Linked DNA regions of Oryzias latipes: region 2 is linked to region 1. A link is a contact called in public Hi-C data. All regions are on one chromosome and are shown on one strand. Each heading gives the region's core, a stretch centred on a gene start, on an enhancer-like site or on the middle of the called end of the contact. The rest is flanking DNA. Distances are from core to core; before and after follow the strand shown.

Region 1 (3,245 bases), core at 62-2,561:
CTGTGACAGACTGGCGACCAGTCCAGGGTGTCCCTTGCCTACGCCCAAGTGGCCGGGTTAGGCTCCGGCAACCCCGTGACCCCAAAAGGGAATAAACGGTTAAGAAGATGATAACTAGCAATATTTGTGGTGTAAAATTTACATCTTTTAAAAAAAAAAATCCATTATGAATTAGGAAACTACAAAAACTCCCTTCAGTTTGACCACATCTTAACAAAAATCAATGTAAGGATCAAAGGTCAAACCACTAAAACTTAGAGAAATTGGGACAGGCAGCAGCACTGAGATGCCCCATGCATGAGGGAACAGCCCCTGGCTTCATTGAAGTAAACAACTTTACAGTGAACAATAGGACTGAAGTTCCTTCTGAACAAGTGGGCTTCACATTTGCTACCAATATTTGGGGGGGGGCAGCAGGATACAATTTAACTTTTTCTGCAGACCATTTTCTTTTTAGGAGTTGTTTATTATGGAATGGCTTTTAAAATATAGCCTTTCAAAGACAGTATCTCACAACCAAGTCATGAATGAAAAAGAAACTGTATCAGTTACATCACTTTACCAGCAATAGAAGAGAAAAACTCCAAAGACGATTTACGGTCAGCAGATTTAACTCAAATAGCTTGAAAAGAAAAAGCAGTGCGTGTGCAGCAAAAAGAAAACTGATCCAAAGGAAGATTTAATTGCTACACAAGCGGAAAATGATGTGAGCGGGGAAACTGACCCTGTGACACTTTAGAATGGACTCAACTGAGGATGTAACTGATCCATGCATACGGGCCAGTTCTGAATAGGATCTGCAAGGTGCTGCTTTACATTGAGAATCAGGAGTCAAGAAGTGAAAAAGAAAATCCAACAGGTCTAAAGCAGCAAAAATCACCATCCATTTGTGATTTTCATGATTTGTCCTCTGTGGGGTTGCAGAGGTTGCTGGAGCCCTTCCCAGCTATCTACACACAGGGAGAACAAGTAAACTCCACTCAGAAAGAGTTGGGAACAAGCGACTACACAAGAGTGCTAACCACTACACCACTGTGGAGCCAAAATTGTTACCATGTTGTCAAGAATTTATTAAGCACAACATATATAAGTTGTCAATAAAATATCGATTGACAACAATATTTCTTGAATAGAACTATTTGAATTTAATTAAAAAAACAACAACTTATTATTGCTATTGTTGTTATGACGGTTGTGTCCCTCTTGAACTTGCGTCTGAGTAACTAGAGTTTCCGAGCGACACCCAAATCCACCATCAAGGTTTCAGCCAATCACGTCGCAGAAAAATGTTGCGTCCGCGTGAAAGGAACCAATCAGCGCTTGCTCTGTTGAGTGCGGACTGGTATCGAGTCTCTGCTTGCTTGGACGTAACGAGTAGCCGTTTATCTCAACAAAGAAATCGTTTCTGTGGTGTTGAAACATTTGTCACATCGCTGGAATAACGTTGTCAACAGTAAAAAATAAAAAATAAATAACCAAAAGAAGAAGGGGCCACACTTCTGGGCTGGAAGACAAAGGCTACCCGAAAGTATCGCCTGTTGTCGGGTAAGTGTGCTCCTGTGTTTACACCGCGGGATTGGAGCTCTGCAGCAGAATGTTCCTCAAAAGTCTTCCAAGCGTCTTTGGAGCTTTTTGCCACCAGACCTCATGCAGATTAAAGACATGTTATTCGTTTGAGAGGCCTACCTTTTGTTTGAGCCACCGTACATATGATTCTGCTAAAGTTTTTTAGAGAGTGTATTTAAATATTTTTAAAAAGTTGTCCAAACCTGCACAAATGTTCCTGCTTTTGCAAAACAAACAAACTAAAAGCATTTATGTCACCCCCAAATTGGTCACTTTTAAGTTAGTGTCTTCCTTAAGGAATATGTATTGACTGTCACAATCAAAAATAAATCATGATAAGAATCTCAATCTGTCCACCTATTTATCCCCATGCCTTCCATGGTTTGTTTACCAGGCAAAGATGGGTTTAAGGTGACACGAACAAGAGGGATGGAGAGCAGATGGTAAGAACAGTGAGGGGAGGACAAGAGGAGTACACGGTGTGTGAAAAGAGAGGAAAGGAAATGGGAGCAGAGGAGAGATGCTGGGAAGCAGGAAGGAGAGGGATCTTGAAATGTGACAGGATGAGAGTGTGAGGAAAGACACTTGTGAAGCGCCTTGGCGCTGGTTGTTCTGGGTGCTGATGGCTGGCCTGTCCAAATGACAGAGAAGAAGAGAAGTAGGGGATGTTGTAATGATGTCGGGGTCATTTTTGCTTTATCACTCATTTAGACTTCCCTCTAGTTCTCCTCGTGTGTGGCAACTAGGGATGCAACGATTCACTTTCCCCACGTTTCCGTTCAAACCTCTATTTTTGGTTTTAGGTTCGTTATATGATTTATGTATTACAAAAAAAACCTACAAATTCAGAAAATCCTTTTTTTTTAAATTTGGTTATAAGTGAGCATCAATGAAAAAAAATCTACAGCTACGGACACACCGGGGATGTGTTATGCGTAGAATAAGCTAAACGTGCATTCTCTATTCCAAAATGTAAAAGACTTGGTGTCATATAATTCTGGTCAGGCGCATACGGCAATTATTAATTTTTCCCCCCATGATCAATTTTCAAACTGTTGGCATTTCTGTAAATGAAAAAGGATGTCATTCATATAAGAGTCCCTAATTGGTCGAACTTTCAAACAGTCATAGAAACGTTGGAATTTCCAATCCGGACACCTAAAACACGCCTTTACATAGACTTTTCATTGGAAGCTGCCGTTTAAACTCTAACAGGGTGGTGTTAACAGAGTCATTGCTCATTTTTCAGCATTTTCCTTTAGCCAATCAGCTTTCTGATTTGATCCTCTTCCTGACACGTGACTATACTTAGGCAATAGCACGAAGCTCATTGTGCACACTGGGAATCGAACCGATTCCCAGGCATATGGGAAATCGGGGAATTTCCCATATGCCTGGCCTGCACTCAGCCAACTGAGCCATCCAGATGTGTATATGTGATGTATGCTTGTCAAGGGGAAACAACTGAACCAAATTTGTGGTGGGAGGAGCTTATAAAAGGGCTCTACGCTGCCCAGACAGTCAAGGACTGTGGTGGGGGTGTGCTGTATATAGTTCCCTGTTTGACCTGTTATATTGGGCTAAACACAGACAATACATCATTCTAAAATTTTACCCTCAAATGAACTTTGTCCTGTGTCATGTGATTAAGATTAAGATTCATGTGATTAAGACTTTAT
Region 2 (3,215 bases), core at 286-2,785, 230 kb after region 1:
AAAGACATGGAAAGATTTAAAATTCTAAAGAAAAAAAACAATGGCACAAGTCTACACTGTTGCAAAACCAAGTTCTGTTTACTCAGTTCGAAAAAAAAAAAACGGAAAAAAAGAAACTCCAAAGTCTCAACAGCAAATAGCCCTTTCATTAAGCTTTCTCTCTTGCTCTTGGCGACATGTTGGATTTCTATAAACAGTAAAAATAATGATAATGTTTGCCGGAGTGCAGACAGCCAGCCAGCCTGGCGCTCTCACTCCAGAGACCCAATTAATAGCACTGTAAACCCCAGTTCTTCTTCATTGGCAACACCAGTCCCTGTTTGTGTGTTTACGTGTGCGAGTGAGGGAGTAAGACAGACAGAAATAAGACGAAAAGGGGCATCACAGAGTGAGGGTGTGATTAAAAATCAGCACTCTGCCCATGGCCGCCCTCCCAGAGACCTGCTCAATACATGCACAAATCGATAGATAACCAACCAATCGCGAACGCTCAACAGAAGTATCTCAGCCTTACACATGTATTGTTAATGAAAGATTTCAAAGATCAGAAGGGAGACATTTTGACTGTTTGCTATCTAAGACCATGTTAGAGCTGGGAGGAAGTTATTCATTCATTAAGCCCATAACAGAAAAAAATCACAACAGTTCGGTTACATTTTCCAATTTAACTGAAAGTTTCTCCTTTCAAAAGACCTGATATTTGTTACGATCAAATGTCTGAGATCCCAAATGTAACAAAACATTCAAGAAGTTAATGTTTATTTTTCTAGGTCTTTAGTTTTTCCACTGATAAAGAGCAAAAATTATTACATCCTTCAACTTCCTGGAAATGCTTTTTTTTTTAAGTTGTTTCTAAGACATCCACACTCTAAATTCCCAAATGAATCTCTACTGATTATTATTGATAGCTGATCTAATACCAAACATAACAAGAATGATCTTCTTTTTGCTACAGCTCTCATAAGCAGTGTGACTTACTACATGTTTGTACTTAAAATTATCAGATAATAAATAAACTCAATGAACAGGCATAAAAAATCAAACCATCACTCTAATTAAATACTTTTTGGTTTTTATTCCTTGATCATAACTAACCTCATTATTAGAATAATGTCAAAGAAAAAAGCATATTATCAATGCTCTAAATCTTTAAGAACTGAAAGAAAAATCTCCGAATAATAACATCAAAGAAAGAATCAGCCAAGTTCTTGCACAAATCTAGTTGCTCTTCGATCCAACTTCTGCAACTGCAACGTTTAAAATAAAAATGCAAATGATATACTTAAAAAAATAGTTTTGGCCTTATCTTCTTTTTCCTACCTTTTCCTGCCAGAGCGCAGGAGTGGCCCCAGAACAGCCAGAAAAGCACAAACGGGAACCCGCGTGTCTTCATGTTGTTGCGATGTCTCTCCGTCTCCTGCTCGCCTCCAAATCCTGGCTCTCCCACGGAGCACGAACGCTTCTCAGCTGGCCACGCACGCCAGGGACCGTGGGCAGGTCGAGAGACAGTCACTGAGACAGTCATCGAAAAGAGAGAGACTGACACCCGCTGACGTTTACCCAGCGTCAACTAGACTTCCTTTCCGGAATTGTTTTTTCAAAATAAAACTCTTATTAGAGAGGATGTTTCCCCAGTTTCGATAAAGACAAAACGACAGGCCTCGTCTGCATAGGGGGGAAATAAAAACAATCTATACGATATTGCATTTATTATATCTGCTTGAAATATGTTTTGTTCGACGATTGATACATCTGTGGAGTTTTAATTTGACAAGCAAAGTCCTTCTCATTGGTGAAAGTCTGAATCTGTTGGGCTGACTTGACGATGCAGAGAAAAATTACCTGGGGTGGACAAATGACCTGTTTGAGCCAAAGACTGAGTAAAATACCAACCAAATAATACTGATAAAAAAAAGAATGCAAAATGGTTTTCTCCTTACTTAGAAGCAAACTCATTTTAATGAATGTAATACTAAAAACAGCTGTGGCAGTGATCTGTACCCTAATTAACGTGATTAATAGTGCTACTGTACTTTACACAAGCACATTTTAATGATTGTATTCAATATTAAATAAATGCTATTGAAATACCTAATTATCTTACTCTTCTGGTGTTAACAGTGTGTAAATAAAAAAGACTACTACTACTATTCAAAGAGAAAAATCACATAATTTTGAAGACTAATTAACATAAAGCACACAAGCTGACAATAAAGGTAGTCATATTTATTTACAGTTGTTTACTGAACCTCAGGGCAGAGACACAGGAAGCTATGACGTTGAAAGCTGATTTTCTTTTTTTAAATGTTTCAGAACTTTGAATTTTCTTTTGTTTTTGTACTTTCTAAGACATTAGTTGAGCAGCAGGCACTTACATGTGCTACGTCATTCCCAAAAAATATATATCTGTTTCACAAGACCCACAAATCTTGTCAATGTGAACAATTAATATTTATGGTTTTTTTCTGCTAGTATTGTTTATACTGCCACTATAATAATATCATGATCCACAACGCAAAATTTTTTGCTCTAATTACACATGCATATTTTTTTAATGGGAAAAGTTACATTTAGACCATGGAATATTATATAATATATATTTACTTACTAAACTATATTTACTTACTTATTAACCTTTAAAATGATTAATGTACCTCTTTGGAAATGTAGAGGTAATTTAAAAAAAATTCTGTCTCGTTTTTGTTTGCAGTTTCTTGATTAAATAAACACACTGATGAATATATTTTTTTAATCATTATTTCTGCCCCAGTTTGAAAGTCACTGCATTATTTGTGGTCCTTTATTCTGGTCTCTATAACCCATTTACATTGTTTAGTGTTCTAAAAATTCACTCAAATGACTCAATTTAGAACCATGGAGAGCTCCCTTTGCACAAATTTTGAATTTCTATCCACCAGGGGTCGCACTTTAGCAACACGTTCCCAGCGGAACCATCGACGGAAAGCTTGAACTCGGGGAGGCATATGCATGTGACGCACTAACCAAATGCACCAAGAAGGTAATCAAATCACAAAATCATATTACATTTTGATTGAAGTGGATTGAAGAGTCAGAGTAATGGTAGCTTAAAGTGTTGATTCCACTGATTTAGTCAGATTAATTTGTCATTTTGTAATATAGTTTTGTGAGCTAATCGCTAAAGCACCCCGTTAGTCAGACGCAGCTGGTTTAGGTTAACACTACAGGTTTAACAT

What was found. A called contact is a pair of places that touch in the nucleus more often than the background predicts.
Region 2: a contact with region 1 is called in a Hi-C map of embryo, with 2.1 times the contacts expected there. The contact joins the promoter of LOC101166581 here to the promoter of LOC101156850 in region 1. A contact is called at or near these places in 3 of 5 Hi-C or Micro-C datasets (embryo, fibroblasts and gastrula embryo).

The regions. Positions count from the first base shown.
Region 1 is chr17:21,267,516-21,270,760 of ASM223467v1, forward strand. It overlaps LOC101156850 (SPRY domain-containing SOCS box protein 4), which reads left to right and starts at 1,312. Exons shown (of 4, transcript XM_020710979.2): 1 at 1,312-1,545.
Region 2 is chr17:21,494,330-21,497,544 of ASM223467v1, forward strand. It overlaps LOC101166581 (calsyntenin-2), which reads right to left and starts at 1,536. Exons shown (of 18, transcript XM_011486645.3): 1 at 1,321-1,536. The coding sequence starts at 1,525. nmnat3 (nicotinamide/nicotinic acid mononucleotide adenylyltransferase 3) reads left to right here and starts at 2,936. Exons shown (of 5, transcript XM_011486648.3): 1 at 2,936-3,019.